Regions from separate parts of the Mus musculus genome. Here region 2 is linked to region 1. The links are chromatin contacts, called in public Hi-C maps. All regions are on one chromosome and are shown on one strand. Each heading gives the region's core, a stretch centred on a gene start, on an enhancer-like site or on the middle of the called end of the contact. The rest is flanking DNA. Distances are from core to core; before and after follow the strand shown.

Region 1 (2,700 bases), core at 3-2,502:
TGTAAATACTTCTAGAACATGGAACTTGTGTGTTAGACCTAAATCAAGAGAAAATTTAATTTTTAGCATGATTGTGTCTGCATCTGTGGTTTAAATCTTGATTAAAGGGGAAGGAATATTATTGTGTGAGAACACAAAGGAAGTAATAATTTGACAAAATTTAATTAGACTTTAAATTTAAGTAGATAGTAATCATTGAACATGCAATGGACATGCAGATAAAGGGAAATGCGCTGTGACCCACCTACAGGTCATATACAAGTGACAGACAGAAAAGCTTATCAAGACCTCAGGAGACATACGTCTGAACTGTGCTTTTCCTACCTAGAGTAATAGTTGTTGAGAAAGCTACCAAATCCTGAATAACTAGCAACTATCATTGAGGGTAGTCAGACAGAACTTCAGCCTGACCTTTCTATTCTCTAGCAGGCTCAGGGGAAAAACTTTCAGAAACACTTGGAAAGCCATGCTTTGTCTTTTCCTAGTCTTGTGAAGGCCAATGAAGAGACAAGCCACTTGATAGGGAATGACAGAGAGTAAGGGAAACCCAATATGTATTTAAAATGTGGCATTAACAGAAAAAAAAGTCTAACCTATCTGAGGAACTGGAATACCCTGAAGTCGGTAATACTCTTCATTTTAAGGAAAGAGTCATTCCCCTATGTTTCTGGGCAGAGAGCGTGTATGAATAAGGTCATAAATGCCATGGCTACTCTGAGGTCATTGTGAGAAAATAATAGTCCTTGATGATAAAAGAACTGCTTAGTCATCAATTCCAGCCCGTTTGCCAACAAAGAAGAAGAAAGAAAGAAACATTTGAAAATCAGCAAGCACTGAATTCCACTAGGACTGGATTCTTACTGAGATTTGGATCTTCAAAGCCTCTCTGCAGCTGTATGTCCCTCCCTTTAATTTCGAGGCAACTTGAAAGAAGTCCTTCTTTCTTAGAATTATACTTTTTATTTACAGAATAGATCTCCCCTTTCACACCACCCTAAGAGAGCTGGCTAGCCAAGCTCCTGAAACATGGACAAGAATTATTCATTTAATGCAATGAAAGATAAATGGTCAGGACTGGTGCTGCCACAGCAACCCATGCCTAAGCCAAACCACAGGTGATACGTTTGGGTCTCAAGATTGCTGAGAATGTTGGATGGAATTCAGTTTAAGGTTATTTTATTACTACATAAGCAGACCACAGACCATAGTTGTGAAGGACACATAAGACAGGAATCCAGATGAAGACACACTTTCTCCCCTTCTCCAGTTAACCATGGAAGTGGTCTCCATGGTTGTGAGATGGCATGCAGGCAAGGATGAGTGTGTTCCAGAAGAAAGGACAATGGAATGTTACTCATATCTTAAGTTTGTGATGAAGGAGAGAAAGCATAAAGTCTTCCTTGGCAAATGAAGCAAGCCTCCTTGGTGTTGCTTCATAGAATCATAAGTTCTAGTGGGAATCCTGTAAGCCTACGTACCCATGATGTTCTTTCCCTAGAATACGTAAGCCCTCTTAGCCTTCATTTTCTGACTTGTTTTGCAAGCAAAGTAATGTCTTGGCTTTGTATCATTCCCTATGGCTCACATGTTTGAAAATTTGGTTGCAGCTATTTGGGAAGGTTATAAAGCCTCAGGCAGGTGAGGCATCACTGGAGGAGGAAGTGGGCCTTGGGGTTTTATAGCCCAGCTTCCCTTCTGACTATCTGTCCATGCAGTGTGAAAACTCACCCTCCCTTTGGCTCTTTCCTCTATGCATTCCAATCTATAAAGGAACATATCATCTGGAAACAGAGCTCTTTATCTCTTACGTTTTTGTAGCTTTTTAAATTTTACCACAGCAATAGAGAAAATAAACTAACATGGCATGATAAATAAATGTCATCACGAGATGCAATCTGACAGATAGTAGTTGCCAAAATGCACTTCTTCCCAGTCTCCCTTCATTTTTGCCATCAATATCTGTTCATTCATATACATAAACAGATCAGGAGTCCTAGGATCATATGGGTATCATTTTGCAAGTTGACAAAAAGAAGACTTTCTGACTACTTCTCAAGGGACTTCCACTTGGGCAGGGAAGAGCCCCCACTTAATTTCAGACAACCTCTCAAAGTTCTCACTTTTGCATAGTGCTGCCCCTGCAGAAAATAGCATTTATGTGACCATGGAATGGAAGCAAAACAGCCGTTATTGTATCACTTCACAAGGTCTGAAATGGAGACAAAGCCAGGAACAGTTATGTTTCTGACGTAGGGGATCTGGAAAGGTTCAGCCCAGCTCTTTATATATTTCATGCAATGCCTCAGCCCTCATGCCATGTATTAGGCTGTCGTTTCATTGACATGGTAACAGATGCTTTGATCATTGTACTTTAAAATAATTTATTAACTTTTTCACTTGGGTATGAAGGACTGATATCATATTCTATATTTTATACATGAGAACACTTGTCTTCAGAGAGGGTAAGGATCATAGATATTAACTAGCAAGCCAGGAAGTCTTACACACTCTTTGTGGACTCAAGCAAACATTTGCAGCAGTAGCTACCCATAGCTTTGGGAGGTTTTGCTTACTTGAACAACTTTTTCTTATGGAACAACAAACTCTTTTCCTGTGTTAATGCTGTGAAACACTAATTAGCTCTGAGAACCTTTGCAAATCTCTGGAAATAAATAAATTTTGTCTGAAAGTATTCTGTTA
Region 2 (2,700 bases), core at 180-2,679, 370 kb after region 1:
GGATCCATGATCAGTTCCCAGCACTCAGAGGGTGGCTGACAACCACCCATCGGCATGAGCAAGGAATTCACGTACATACTTGAAGGCCAAAATCTCAGACACTTTAAATGAAGTAAAAAAAAAAGATCTTAATTTTTTAAAAAAATAAACATCAACACTACCAGATACATTGACAGAACTTGATGATCAGAGAAAGGGAGAGAGGGAAAGGGAAAGAAAGGAGTGGAGAAAGGCTTATTTTAAAGCTGATTTCATGTCATTATAGTTGTCTAATATAGAAAACTATACTATGCAAAACCCCATGCTTCCTTCTCTAAATTAGCACATGCAAAGCATACATTTTACCAACATACATCTGTACTAATTTTATTAGTGTACTTTATGTCTCCCATCAGAGCAGAATTCTAAAAATAGGAGGATCTATTTTTATTGTATTTTTGTGTACTTCCAGTTCCCAATATCTAGCAGAGGACTAATATATTCTAAGTACTCAAAAAAGAAATACAGTTTGAAAGAGACATGCTTGAGTAGTACACCCATGAGCACAAGTGCTAGCAGAGAGCTGGTGACTGCATGCAGGTTCCTGAAGGCGAATCCCGCATTCTTTCCCTCTGCTCCCACATTGGAGGAAACACATCCGCCAATGGCTGTGAAACCCAGTCCCTAGCTCAGAGCCCATTCTCATGGCAGTCATAATAAAACAAGCATTTGGATGGATGAGACAGGAAATGACCAATAGCCACAGCTCAGAATGACACAGCTTTAGCTGGCAGGGGGAGGGAGGAAGGTCCTCTGGAGGGTTGAGTTTAAGGAGCCACAGGAATGTGAAGCAGGAACATTTTTAATGATTTTTCAAATGCGGTGATACAGTGTGCCTTCTAGTTATTCTCTGCTAAACTGAACAGTCACCCTACAAATTTCAACCACCATTTAGTCAGCATGATTTCTCCTTGCCTCCAAGACTCCTCTGGGGAAAGTGGTAAGTCAAACTCAACAGATGGGAGAATTAGAATGTCTCATCTCTAGAGGGAAACAGAGCCTTCAAGTGACTCATAAATACTCTAGATCCTCTGCCCAGAAAAAAAAAAAAAAAAAAAAAAAAAAAAAGCCTTTCCACAGGATGTTTTTCATGACCTTTTGATACAGCTGAGTGACTACTGTGAATAGGTCCTCGTAACAAGTGGGCTCAAGCAACGGGATGCATTTTGTAGATCCTAGCATACAGAAACGAAAACATCTCATCTAAGCATTCAAGACACAGTTGCACACAGACTCTGCCTCTGTATTATGTCTAATGTCATTTTCACTGTCTCCTAAGTAGCTTGCTTTACATATAAGCAGACAAAAGTATTTGCAGCCATCGCTGTTGAGTAAGGTATGTGGCTCAGCTGGTTAGTATCCAGCTCGGGGAGGAAATGCATGAGTAAAAAGTAATGAGATTAGGGTCTGTGCACGAGAGGAATGCTGGCTTCAATCTTGACCCTCTCCTTGCATGTGTGGTTGTGAATGCATTACGGAACAGTCCTGAACTTCTGTTTTTTATTAGTCTGGGAAGTGGAAATTAAACTACCTGCCTCGTGAGGCTTTTGTCGAAAACCAAATAAGATAATTTGGCAGAGCATTCACTGCTCTGGGCAGTAGCAGTATGATTGTTATGGTTTTAAAGCAACACTTAACACACATACATACAGGTATTCTGTAAGGCACAAAGGTAGAAAGGAGACTATGGAGATGCCCTGAAGGGGAGGGAAAGGAAGTAGGAGACGCACTAAGAGAGGATAATAAAATATATGTGATGTACAGAGAGACAGGTGAGACCAGTGGGGGGTGGTCAACAAATGGTGATATATGCAAACGTGTTACAAAGAAAATCATTTACCTTTTATGATAAGCTAATTTTTCCAATTTTCACACTTTCAAACCTTGGAGGATAACATATTTCGAGTCAAGGCAGTGATACTGGACTATGGATCTAAACTTTCAGCATGTCAAACATACTATTTCCATATGGAGCTTTGGGCTGAAAAGCCATTCTGCACAAGCCAATCTCACATTATGATGTAGAGATGGGTGTTTCCTTGCAGAGCAGATGTGGTGGTCATACAGCCAATCTCGAAGGTTTGCAACACAATTTACTTGTTTCGTGACTTGGCATTGCCAATTGCCCGTGACTGCCACCAATTGCTCCCACCCCAGGACGGGCTGGGGAGCAAATTCTGTTGGCAGCACTGCTCTCCCATCAAGAAGGAATGTCAAATATGGTGACATTCTGTCCAGCATTGACTTCTATTCTCTTACTTTTGGTCACACTGAAATGGTAGTGCAATCCCCTAGGTAGACTGGCAGGTTCCTTTGCGGAATGGGGCGTCCTGAGCTACACAACATGGTGCTAAAGTCTGAGAGAGCAACCAAAATGACCAGTTGAGAAAAAAAGGAGTCCTCAACTGGCAAAGAACTACCATCACAACCAGATCAGAATGATCAGGACCAAAGAGAGTAGGCTAGCAGATGGGCCACTGACTACATCAAAGCTACAAAAAAGAGAAGGGGAAACTGGACGAATGTTTCTGTTATTGTTCAGGAGAGAGGGTATTCTAACAGTTTGCCATAGTCTCCTGACATCCTGGGCAAGCATGGTCTTCCTTAGCAGCACCAAGTAATAAATGGTTCTTAGAATGGCCGTGGAAATCATTCAATCAA

What was found. Hi-C and Micro-C count contacts between places; a contact is called where the count stands out from the background.
Region 2: a contact with region 1 is called in a Hi-C map of tail fibroblasts, with 2.7 times the contacts expected there. The contact joins two enhancer-like sites. A contact is called at or near these places in 1 of 484 Hi-C or Micro-C datasets (tail fibroblasts) and 2 of 115 datasets of contacts at active chromatin or transcription factors (the NIH/3T3 cell line and pancreatic cancer cells).

The regions. Positions count from the first base shown.
Region 1 is chr15:62,657,368-62,660,067 of GRCm38.p6, reverse strand. No RefSeq gene overlaps it. Among named protein-coding and RNA genes, the nearest start is that of Gm41333, 10 kb to the left of the region's middle. Within about 2 kb of position 1,252, at least 25 of the 459 cell types and tissues checked have an H3K27ac peak or open chromatin away from gene starts, as enhancers often do. A contact at or near this core is called in the NIH/3T3 cell line, pancreatic cancer cells and tail fibroblasts, where this site is marked.
Region 2 is chr15:62,285,525-62,288,224 of GRCm38.p6, reverse strand. No RefSeq gene overlaps it. Among named protein-coding and RNA genes, the nearest start is that of Pvt1, 250 kb to the right of the region's middle. Within about 2 kb of position 1,429, at least 74 of the 459 cell types and tissues checked have an H3K27ac peak or open chromatin away from gene starts, as enhancers often do. A contact at or near this core is called in the NIH/3T3 cell line, pancreatic cancer cells and tail fibroblasts, where this site is marked.